Linked DNA regions of Zea mays: all the other regions are linked to region 1. The links are chromatin contacts, called in public Hi-C maps. All regions are on one chromosome and are shown on one strand. Each heading gives the region's core, a stretch centred on a gene start, on an enhancer-like site or on the middle of the called end of the contact. The rest is flanking DNA. Distances are from core to core; before and after follow the strand shown.

Evidence for each region. A called contact is a pair of places that touch in the nucleus more often than the background predicts.
Region 2: a Hi-C map of leaf shows a contact between it and region 1, with 5 times the contacts expected there. The contact joins the promoter of LOC100191170 here to the promoter of LOC100272382 in region 1. A contact is called at or near these places in 3 of 25 Hi-C or Micro-C datasets (ear and leaf).
Region 3: a contact with region 1 is called in a Hi-C map of leaf, with 6 times the contacts expected there. The contact joins the promoter of LOC100194005 here to the promoter of LOC100272382 in region 1. A contact is called at or near these places in 5 of 25 Hi-C or Micro-C datasets (leaf and tassel).
Region 4: a Hi-C map of leaf shows a contact between it and region 1, with 8 times the contacts expected there. The contact joins the promoter of pho1 here to the promoter of LOC100272382 in region 1. A contact is called at or near these places in 11 of 25 Hi-C or Micro-C datasets (bundle sheath, ear, endosperm and 2 more) and 1 of 3 datasets of contacts at active chromatin or transcription factors (leaf).

The regions. Positions count from the first base shown.
Region 1 is chr1:285,087,193-285,090,123 of Zm-B73-REFERENCE-NAM-5.0, forward strand. LOC100272382 (Cyclic nucleotide-gated ion channel 2) reads left to right here and starts at 1,489. Exons shown (of 7, transcript NM_001357632.1): 1 at 1,489-1,714; 2 at 1,852-2,530. The coding sequence starts at 1,674.
Region 2 is chr1:284,895,470-284,898,400 of Zm-B73-REFERENCE-NAM-5.0, forward strand. LOC100191170 reads right to left here and starts at 1,419. Exons shown (of 4, transcript NM_001136605.1): 1 at 868-1,419. The coding sequence starts at 1,193.
Region 3 is chr1:285,248,444-285,251,374 of Zm-B73-REFERENCE-NAM-5.0, forward strand. LOC100194005 reads left to right here and starts at 1,371. Exons shown (of 5, transcript NM_001359363.1): 1 at 1,371-1,700; 2 at 2,264-2,516.
Region 4 is chr1:284,928,047-284,930,977 of Zm-B73-REFERENCE-NAM-5.0, forward strand. pho1 (starch phosphorylase1) reads right to left here and starts at 1,368. Exons shown (of 15, transcript NM_001309854.1): 1 at 980-1,368; 2 at 51-283. The coding sequence starts at 1,196.

The DNA.
Region 1 (2,931 bases), core at 239-2,738:
TCCTGGATAGAATCATCGCGCTGCTTCCGTAGGCCAACACACATGCTCACGAAGACCTGGAGAAGATAACAACATGATGGCATACGTTGTTGTATGTTCACATGCTCATGTGTCTCTGGCACTATCATAGGATGTTCCCGAGTCATTTGATGATCCGATCTAGGTTGCACCAGGGCATTCTTAGGGGAGTCAGAGTCGTTGACAGGACGAGTTCCAAGGTATCTTTCCACTCCTTCATCGAGAAGGGACTCGGTCACCATCTCGGTCCAAACGGACTTGGACTCGTCCTCGCGGAAGAGATCTCGTGCCGAGTCAGATTGGTACCATCTACAACAAGGTAGGGATGTTCCTATGGGCTCAAATAAAAAGTAGTGGTTATGTTAGGCATGTGGTTGGAGACATGGAGTTACTCTAAAACAATCATTTTGGCCTTCTGCAATGACTAACCAGTTGCTCATGCTTTGCTACGGTTGTTATATAATTATTATTTATTTCTAAACACTAAGGTATGTGTGGTTTGGTTGTTAGCCTCAAATTTCTGGAGCAAGGGGGTGCAGGTTTGAGTGCTTGGTTTACACTATTTTCTGCACTGTGTGGTACCTACGCGGGAGAACCAATTGGAGCGCGTGGGGCAGACCTAGAGTGTCAGTACAAAGGGGGAAGCCGTAGCACTAGGTACTCATATTAGGTTCTTAATGGGTGTGTTTGGTTGTCTGCATCTGCGCGTGCTTGCATCGCGGGATGCGGGTAGCTACTGTTTGGTTGCTGTGAGCCAGGCTATACGCGTGCGAGCTCTGTGTTTGGTTGCCTGCATGTAGATTTGGATCCAGACTCGCACGATCCTTAAAGCACCTTGGGCCAGGCTCACCAGATACGAGCAGATTGGTCGCATCTCCAGAGTCAGGCTCCAGTCATCCTGGCTCACACAACCAGGTTGGCGAGAGAAACCAACCAAACAGACCCAATATTGCCTTCTGCAGTGATTGTGAGCAACGTATCAACATTTTGTATTCTCTCTTTAAAAAGGCAGCGCAAAAATAAAAATGTAGAGCTGCAGTGCACTGACCATGTAAAAAAGTAAAAGTTTTCCGCTATATATATTAAAAAAAGATAATAGAAGCTTTCACAGATGATAACCATTTCAGGCCCAGGCAGGCTCCCGGTCGCCCCACCGTCCAGTCTGTGGACCTACCTAACCAATGCATGGACCTCGGGCTCAAGTCCCGCTGCAAAGCACCGCGGGCACCGGATCACGGTTGCCGCCTGATCGCGCCACCACAGAACGTTCGTTTCCCGTAGATCGACGTGCCGCTTAGCTATGGCTACGAGGCCCGCCCCACTACGAACAAACGCTCCCGTCAATCCGGTAGGTGTGTAGGCCGCGAAGCGAAGGGTATATCGGTGACGGTGCACGTACGCGCCACGTCGGCATGTCCTTGGGCCCCGGCACACTTGTACTTGTACCCTTCACCTCTCTCCTCTTTACTACTTGCCTCCATCCACTGGCACTGATCCACCACATCCCACGCCGAGCGCGACGCCAGCAGCAGGCTAGCTCCGCTGTCCGCTCCGCCGCTCACTAGCTGCTGGACCGCGCCTCCCTCCATCGCGCCGGCGCGCGCGCCTAACTAGCGGAGCCGCCTTTTCATGGTCCCCGCCGTGGTCGGGACGAGATGCCTCGCCTCGCATTCCTCCGCCGCTCCCTCCCCGCGAGGTCCAGTCATCACTGCGAGCCTTGGAGGAACCGAGTTCCTCGAGTTTGCGCCAATGGTTTCGACTTCCGATCGGACATCGGAGTGCCTATCCTGAACCGTGGTGTCTGTTGTTTGTTTGTTTATTTCATGGGCAAAGGCTTCTCGCGCGAGCGTGTGGTGGTGGTGGTGGTGGAGACCAGGGGAGCCCGGACCAGGTGGCGCGGGACGAGGAGGCCGGAGGCAGCGGCGGAATGAGCGGGCGGTCGTCGGCGGGTGGGCCGTCCGGCGGGGAGTGCTACGCGTGCACGCAGCCCGGGGTGCCGGCGTTCCACTCCACGACGTGCGACCAGGTGCACTCGCCGGACTGGGACGCCGACGCGGGGTCCTCGCTCGTGCCGGTCCAGGGCCAGGCGCAGGCGGCGGCGGCGGCGGCGGCGCCGCGGCAGCGGCACGCGGCGCGGTGGCTGTTGGGGCCCGTGCTGGACCCGCGGAGCAGGCGCGTGCAGCGCTGGAACCGCTGGATCCTGCTGGGCCGCGCCGCCGCGCTGGCGGTGGACCCGCTCTTCTTCTACGCGCTCTCCATCGGCCGCGCTGGCCAGCCCTGCCTCTACATGGACGCCGGGCTCGCCTCCGCGGTCACGGCGCTGCGGACCTGCGCCGACGTGGCGCACCTCGCGCACGTGCTCCTGCAGCTCCGCCTCGCCTACGTCTCCCGCGAGTCCCTCGTCGTCGGGTGCGGCAAGCTCGTGTGGGACGCCCGCGCCGTCGCCGCGCACTACGCACGCTCCGTCAAGGGCCTCTGCTTCGACCTCTTCGTCATCCTCCCCATCCCGCAGGTCAGCTGCCCTGCCGACGATGGCATCCGAACTCAGCGTACCGTTTTCTTGTCACCCAGACGCTGCTGTAGCACTGTAGGTGAGGGTCAGAGGGATCAAACGCCCCCCAAAATTGTGGACATGCCTATTGCCTCGTTCTGAGACAATTGCAGCGGTGTGTAGGGCACACGAGTACGTACGCTGCAGGTACGTACAACAGCGCCCAGCAGTGAGCTGACGTGTAATGCTGGGTGATGTTCCAGTACGCTGGCATTGGCACGCATGTGTGTGGCACAGTGGCAGCAGGGAGGCTGCAGTTTCTTGAAAGATCAAGGGGGGATCCCAAGACCATGACCCGCAGTGATTGCTGGGATGGAGGAGAATTCAGGTGGCGGTAAGAGTCTCAAGGGCTTACGGAACTA
Region 2 (2,931 bases), core at 169-2,668, 190 kb before region 1:
GGAGTGCAAGATTCAATGCGCACTGAACATGGCAAAGGTAGGTAAGACAAGGAAATTGGTCGGCTGATCATGGCAGGGGCAGGACCAGGACCAGGACGGCGGGCAGACGACGTGACCACACACGCCGTCCGGCCGCACCGCGGCCCACCGGACGCCGCTCGCCGCCAGCGTTGCTGATGACAGCATACAGATCAGCAAGGACGGTGGGAGCGAGGAGGAAAGCACAAAACCTCTCCATCCGTCGCCCCGCGCTAGAACATAGACACATAGCTAGATGAGTCGTAGACATACACATGACAGATACATGTATGCCGCATGCGTACTTTTCCCTTCTCTTCGATGAACAAATTTTGGAGCAGGTTTTGGAGTGTATATATATGATCCATTAGTTTGACCACATGCACCTTTGAAATGAAACCGTTGATTTGGATCTATTTGACACACGCGAATGAAGATGCACAGACTGCGTTCGAATCCGAACAGAACAAAACAAAACAATCTCGTGCATATGCATACGGAGACGTGAACAGTATATATACGGAAATGCAGCACGCAGAATTAAAAATAAAAGGCAGAACAGAGTAGATAGACGGGGAAGAAAACAAATGAAACCGCGTGAAACTTGGGTCAATCCGCGCACGCAAATCGCGGATCTGCGTGGACATGTGCCGCCGCCCGCGCCCGCTGGTATTTGACGAGATTGCCCCTCCCGTCCCGTCCCGTCCCGGACGCGCGGTGCACAAACGCGTTGCGGAGTCTCGCTTACCTTCACGCGGTGGTGCTCCGAAACTATAGCCCTGCTGCTGCTGCCTGCCGCTCGCCGGCGTATGCTACCTTAGGTGCAGAAGCTGCCGCGCGTGCACTTACGCTGCCTCGGCGGCCGGCGCCGCCTTCCGATCGTCGTCGCCGTCGCCGTTCCCCGGCGCGGCGCCGTCCCCGCTCGAGCTCGACGACGCGCCGGCGTCCCCCGACCTGGCGGGCGCAGGCTCCTCCGATGGCTCCGTGGACAGTTGGGCGGGCAGCGGTGCTGCTGCCTCGGGCAGATCCAGCACCGGGATGAGTTCCCCGGCTAGGCCGCCCGGCCAGCCGGGCTCCGCGAAAAAGGATGAGTACTCCGTGAAGGCGTCGACGCCACCGAACGGCCAGTCGGCGCCGACGTCCTCCTCCGACCTGTCACCGGCGGCGCCGGCCATGGGCAGGGCGGCAGACCCCGGCCGATGCGATCAGATCGACCTCCTAGCTCTAGGCTCTAGCTGCGGCGCGCGGCGGGATCGGGCGAGTATACTCTTTGTCACTGGTGTGGCTAGCAAGCTCTCGCTAGAGGGTTTGCCTTGCTTGTGCTCGTGCCTTTTGTAGCAGCGTGCTGCTGCTGCTCGGGAGTGGTGGATTTTTAGTGTGGTGCCGCCGCGTTGTTTTGTTCGGGGTAGGTTAATTTTATCAACGAAGCGTTGCTGTCAAGATTTTTTATCGGTGTCCGGGGCAGACGCGTCGGAGGCTAGGGTAGGCTAGGTATTTTTGGAACTTTCTCGCGGTCACGGTCGCGTCTTCAGTGGGTGAGGGGCAAAGGTGACATTTTAGTCAGAGAACTCTTCCGACGGAAGGAATTGGCTGTAATAAAATTAAAACAAAAGGCCGCGCGTGCTGTGCAGTACAGCTAGAATATTCACTTTTTTGGCAAGGAATATAAGGAAAAAAAATGATAATGGTATGTTTGTGGAGTAACAATTTGGCGAATTAAATTTTTTTGTTCATGTCACATCGAATGTTTGAACGATAATTACATATATTACATATAGGCTAATTATAAAACTAATTATAAACTAACCTCGGGTCTCTATCTATTTCTTCCCATACACATAGTTTTCTATCTTTGGAATACATACTTAGCCCGTCTAAATACTAGTGTATATATTTATCAAGTTTACAACTCATTCAAGTTTGAGTTAGTTTATCTCTAGCGTGCCGCTTTCCTGCGAAAAATACGACACCTAGAATACTCTCGGTGAAAGGATACATTTGGTTTCTGTGCTCTTGCGGAGTAAAATCCAATTGACATAAGAATCGCCAACAACACGCTAATTGACGTCACACGTCAAGCCGACAATAAGAGTGTCATAAGAATCACATTAAAGAGACACTCAAACAAGCCATGATTTTACTAGACATTGCTCTTTTGAATCTCCTATGGGTAATGAGAACAAGAGCCCTCATAATAGATTATTGAAGCCGACAACAATGTCCAATACTCGCTTATCGATCCCATAAACTTTAGGCCATATCGGTGACGACAATCACCAAGAGTAACAAGAGTAGAACCGGCCCAATCCGCTCAACTAGTACCACAAGATGTAACAACTATATGAGATACACTAGAAGCTCTCCAGTCTCACCCAAATGATGATTTGTAAGATGAAAGCGAGTGGAGTTTGTTTATGTTATCATCCCAAGAGGTGTTATCAAGTGTAATGAGTGAAGGGGTGCTAGCCAAAGCTGACCAAAGAGGTCTATTTATACCCTCAATTTGAAATCCAACATTTTCCTTTTGGAGGACAAAAATCTAAAGCACCTGACATGACATGTCAGGTGCGTCGCTGGTCCTTGCACTAGACACGTCTAGTGCCTTCCCAATGACAACAATCTCAATGTTAATAAACTAGCCATTACATCTATCATATATCTAGTGCACACCAAAAATACCACCAGACACGTTTGATGCATGTAGAACCGAAGTGTATATTTGACATGCTCTCTAAGTTCGTTATCCGATGTTTCACCATACACGTCTAGTGCATGAAGTGCAGGTTTAAAATGCTCTCTAGGTGCCTCGTTCGGTGAGCCATCCGGCGATGCACTAGACACGTCCGGTGAGACATATCTAGTGCAAATTGAACTCACTGTGCTCAGCTAAAAACGAGCCATTGGCAATTTTGC
Region 3 (2,931 bases), core at 121-2,620, 160 kb after region 1:
TGTCAAAGCTGCTTCTCCCTCTCCTCTCTCCTCTCTCCTCTCCCCACCCCCCACCAGCAAGCAAAGGGAGCGGAGCGGACAGATTCTCTCTCTCATGACGAGTCGCGATCGCGATCGCCTCCGGACGGAGTCCTTTGTTGTCTTTCTACGGCCACCGAGGGAAACACGGAGATAATCACGACACGTTTTTTTTTTAAATCAGCTGGCTATTTTCGTTCCAGTTTTATTGAAACAGGTTGGTTATTTCAGCTACCACGGCCGATGATGTAGAATGCGTGGTGTGATACTACGTACTTCACTAGAGTTTAGTGGGGTCACATCGTGTGGTCAGATGCCACTTAGTGTATATATATATATATATATATATATATATATATATATATATATATATATATATATATATATATATATATATATATATATATATGAGAACGTATCCTGTGTAAAAGGTTCTAAATATGCTAAAACGTCTTAACAACCTTTGGATCCAGAATCAAAGGCTAATCTTAATCCCACCTGATAATCTTGTGTTTTTTCTAAAGAACCCCTCCTAGTAATCTGGTGCGGTGGTGGTTAGGTGGGATTAAAATTAGCCTTTGATTCTGGATCCAAAGGTTGTTAAGGCGTTTTAGCATGTTTACACATGAGAACCTTTTACACAGGATACATTGCCTATATATATATATACAATATTGGCTAATAATTAATTTACGACTAGTGTATATTTACATCCTTGAATTATGAATCGATTAGGTTGATAAATTTATCTTATAAACTAGTCACGACTTGTACGACAAGTTTTACGATAATATTATAATTAGCCTTTCTAAAAATCAGCCTCAAACATTCAAAGTGACCGGAATAAAATTTAGATCTAAGGATCCCATGGCTAGTAGTTCCGGAGGGAAAAAATTCTGATGGAGACACCAGCAGGTGGGGGGTGGGAAAACAAGTGTCTGTCTGTTTTATTTCCATTTATTCTGGCGAGGAATGGGTGGGGAGCGTAGAGATGGGGGGATAAAAGTGGGCGAGGATCAGCAGAGGAGAGAGAGAATACAAAGACCAGATGTCAACAAATCTGCCTGTCCTTGCACGTAGTTTAGATACAAGGTCTCGTTCCATTCCCTTCCTCAGAGGAGAGAGAGAGAGAGCAAAAGAGAGAGGCAGTAGGCAACGCCCCCACAGAGGCAGAGAGAAAGCCAGAGGCAGTAGTAGGCAGAGCACATAACCAAACAACACCCATCCAAAAACCCCAAAAGGAAGAGAGAAAGGAGTGAGAAAACCACGCAGTCGTTTGTCCAGACAAAACAAGAACAAGAACCCAGCAGCAGTACGCACTTCCTCCTCCTCCTCCTCCTCTCTCTCTCGCTCTCTCTCCTCTTGCTCTCGCTCCCTCTCGCTCCCCCAGTCCGCCTCCCTGGCCCATCAGATCCAATTCCTTCCCCGACCCCCATCCCGGATCCGCCGCAATTCCTCCGTGCGTCGAGCTCGATTGCTCCCCGCCCGTGGAATTTGCTCCTTTCTCCCGCAAGAATCCCACCTCGGCCGGCGACTTGGGGGGACCTGCCAAGGTTTGGGCGCGCGCTCCTGCTTGGCGTAGCGGGCCATGGGCGTGCTGTTGCCAGCTAGGCTGTTCGTGCGCCGGATGCTCAGGGTTGTCAGGCTCAACCCGTTGCAGCGCAGCGCCAAGAGTGGATGAGGTGAAAATTTTTACTCCGCTGGTCTTAGCTCGCTTCTTGTGAAAAAGACGCAGCTTTTTTCCGCCTTTTTTTTTCTTTCCTTTCTTCTTTGAGCCGTCCAAGGTTCCGTTTTCTTTTCTTTTCTTTTCTAGAGATTGGGTTTCTGCTGCAGTTAGTTCGCGTGTCAAATTCGGGTTCGATTGGCGGCAGGAAGCTGTTAATTGCATCTAACCTTCGCGGCCTTTCGGTTTCCACGTTTGGTAATGATAGGCCCAGTTGTGAGGGAACTGGTTCTTAGGATTTATCAAGTGCGTTCAACTGTCGGGGGTTGACTTGTCTTCTCTTCTTCACTTCCAGTCTCGCGAGTTGGCATCCAAACAGCTGCACATGTATAGATTCTTTTTCGTTGTTTTGGGCCTTCTGTCATGTTTCTTTTGATCTTCTGCGTGTTTGCTTGATCATGGAAAGGGGTAGCGTGTATCGATCTTGCATTTTGTGTGTGTGTGTGACACAACGCATTGTGCATCTTGTTCCTTAGATCTTTTACCTTACTCACTGCAGTGTCTTAATCATTTGATGGGCAGGTAATTTCTCGCGAGCGCATTCAGCACAGCAGGTTACTATTGGCTGCTCGTCCACTTAAGCAGGTTGAGGTATCCATTTGGTTCGACACAGTGAAGAACTGAAGATACGCATTGTGCTTGCTTGTCTTGCGGGGCTCACAAACATCCTGCTGGTGTGCTGTGCTGGGAAGGTCACATAATCCACTTGGCTATATGCCGGGGTGGGAATGTGAATCGGGGCTTCATTAGTGCAGGCAGCAGGCTTGTTAACTTGGTAATTAGTCAATGAAACCCATACTCTTTAATGACTTCTTTTGGCCACTGTTAGCCTGTGTTTGATATAATGTAGCTGTTCATTTGTGCTTCCTTCCAAAAGTTCCATATTTTGTTCTTTATTGGAGCATCAATTTTAGATGGCAATGTATACCTGAACATCTTCAAACTGTCTACACAATATGTCTGCATTGTTTTTGTGCTTATGCCAGTAGAATTAACAATTAACAAGTAGTATCTGTTCATTACTTTAGTTCATGTTTTGTGCCCCATGAAATTGGTAATGGAATTGCAAATTGGAGTTAGACATCATGCTTTGAAATGCACAAACTGCCACAATAAAGCCGTGACATCCAGCTGAGTGAAACTGTCTTTTCATGCATATACTCTCAGTAATCATCACTAAATTTATCTGG
Region 4 (2,931 bases), core at 118-2,617, 160 kb before region 1:
TCAATTAGCAAAATATGAATAGTGAGGTTAGAGAAAGAAGGTTGTGTCACCTGTAAAAACTCCATGGACAGGTAATATGCTTGTTTTACATTCATTTTGTTGTAATAATCATATGTCGCATTCCAGTTTATCAGCAGCGCATCAAGGACACTTTTAGCAGTCGCATGGTAAGCTTTCAGGGGAGAAAAGTGATCTGGAGAGAACAAGGGAGCGAACTCTGCATGGTGCTTGATGTTTGATGCAATGGCAGATGAGCCGATGGAGTTTAGCACACTTGGAAGCCCTGTATTGCAAGACATAATTTTAGGATCTTAAATTTTTACCTACATGGTATGCAATTTACATTCTCAATAAAGGAAAGGTCATCGAAGCAGTTGTAATTGCATGAAAATCATTGCACAGCCACCTACATATGGCACACACATTTCTATTACCTGCAACAATATATGTATGGTTGAAATTTAATGGTAAGGTGTTTTCTGCTTATTTGCAGCTACCTACGCCTACAGAGTATCACAGATTATTCTGCTTTTATGGTATGATTCGCTAGTCCTAGAAGCACATCAGTGCCCAACTCTGCTAGTTACCATATTCCACAATTCTACAAACAAATTAGAGTTCTCGATTCACCACGCACATAATTCTTCGAACTTGCGCTATACACATGGTGTTGGACTGTTCGGTGCAAATGCCATCAGAGCAATCCCAGTTTTACTGAATTCTGAGAAAAACGTTTTTAAGTTCATTTGCAAATTCCGCAAACGTATTAAAAAAGCTAAGACGGACAATGCTCACGTACAACACCGCCACTGCCCCAGTTAACCCCACCCGCGTGGCCGCATCGGCAGTTCACGAGCGTTCCGCAACAGGGAGCCCACCAGCGCACGCACCGCACTACACAAGGATCACACACCCGCATCGCATTGGTACCCAAACTTCATCCAGCACCGGGACCGGCAGGGGGGGCGCAGCCACGTACCTTCCGCGGGCGAGACGGGGCCTTGCACGTCCCGATCGCTCGCCACGCTGCGCGCTGACACCCGCCGCTGCAATCGCCCTCGACCCCAACCTGGCGCGACCCCACCTCCGGAACCGCCAGCGAGGAGAACCCCACCTCCGCCGCCACCACCGGAGGCGGAGGCGTGCGGGCGGGAGGCGCTGGCGAGCTGCAGCGGCGGCGAGGTGGTCGTCGCCATTGCTGCGCGTGCAGTGGAGTGTCTGTGCGATGCGTGCGATGCGATGAGCGAGGGCTAGTTGACAAGGCGAAGGAAATCGAGGGGCGCTTAAAATATCTCTATCCTCAGTTCCTCACTCTTCTCTCCTCCCTGTTGCCGTGCCACCGCCGCTGCAACTGCAAGGTGCGTGAAGTGTCCGTGCCTCGGTCCGACGGTGGCCAGTGCATGTGTTGTGCTACTGGTCGGTGGACCCACGTCAGAGCCCGCTGGCCCGTGGGGGCCGCGTGGTTCATGTACCGTTCGGTCGGTTTGTATCCTTCCCCCGCATTTCAACGGTGGAGAATCGTCCTCCTTTTCTGAAACTATTTGTCATGTTTCTCGACGTCCGGCCGTCTTTCGTGAAAGCTTCTTCTCCAAAAGCATTTTGTTTTATATGCTTTTGTTGTTGTTGTTTTGTTTTCGAAAGTCCCTTTTCGAGAGTATTTTGGCCTTTTTACAATCATTTGTTTGTATGGTAATGCGGACTGTGGGCGTCAGTCGGACCAAATGAAAAGGGACGTACACGAAAGAAACAGGAAACAAGACAAGCATTGTTCAGTTTGTTGCAGTTCGCCTGTTCTCTAGCAATCCCTTAAGAGTTAAGACTACGGTGAATCAATTTGAGTGATGGATACTACGCTACACACTCAACAGCAGGACCGCCTCGGAATGTGAGGCTCCTTGCATAATTCAGTTCATGGTGATGTCAAGGTCACGTTTGTTCTTCTTCTAAATTATATAAACTGGATTATGATAGAAAGTACGAGAGTAAAATATTATTTTATTATCATAAATAAGTTAAAATAAGGTAACCAATGCTAATTTACTTTAGCTTATTTGTGGTCTTAAAGTAATATTTTATCCTCCTACTCTTTCACTATAATACATCACTTCCTCGATATTACCGCCAAACACCGGCTCCAGGATCTCTTTTTTCACCAGCGTCAGTACACCATCGACATCCAGGAGCGGGCTAACATGTCCGACTGCAAGCACTGCTCCACGCCTGTCGACACTCAGGCGAAGCTCTCTGAGGACAACGGCCCCCGGTCACCGACGCGGCGTCCTACTGGAGCCTGACCGGCGCGCTCCAGTACCTCACCTTCTCCAGACCCGGCATCGCCTACACAGTCCAGCAGGTGTGCCTGCATATGCACACCCTATGGGAGCCCCATCTCAACGCTCTCAAGCGAGTCCTGCGCTACCTCCCCGGCTCCCTCGACTACGACCTCCTACTTCGACCATCCCCGACGTCGAAGCTCGTGGTCTACACTGGCGTTGACTGGGCTGGCTGTCCCGACACAAGCCGGTCCACTTCTAGTTATGTCGTGTTCCTAGGCGCCAACCTCGTCTCCTGCGCCGCCAAGCGACAGCCCGTCATCTCCCGCTCCAGCGCAGAGGCCGAGAACCGTGTTGTGCCCAACGACGTGGTGGAGGCATCCTGGATGCGCCAGCTACTCCACGAGCTCCACAGCCCCTTCAGTGCGCCACCATCGTATACTGCAACAACGTCTGCGCTGTCTACCTCATCACGAATCTCGTGTAGCATCAGCGCACGAATCATGTGGAGATTGACCTGCACTTCGTCCGCAAGTGTGTCGCTTCAGGTGACGTTCGGGTTCTCAGCGCCCCCACCACGCTGCAGTTTGTCGACATCTTCACTAAGGGGTTGTCGTCGAGTGTATTTTTAGACTTTCGATCCAATCTCAACATTTGT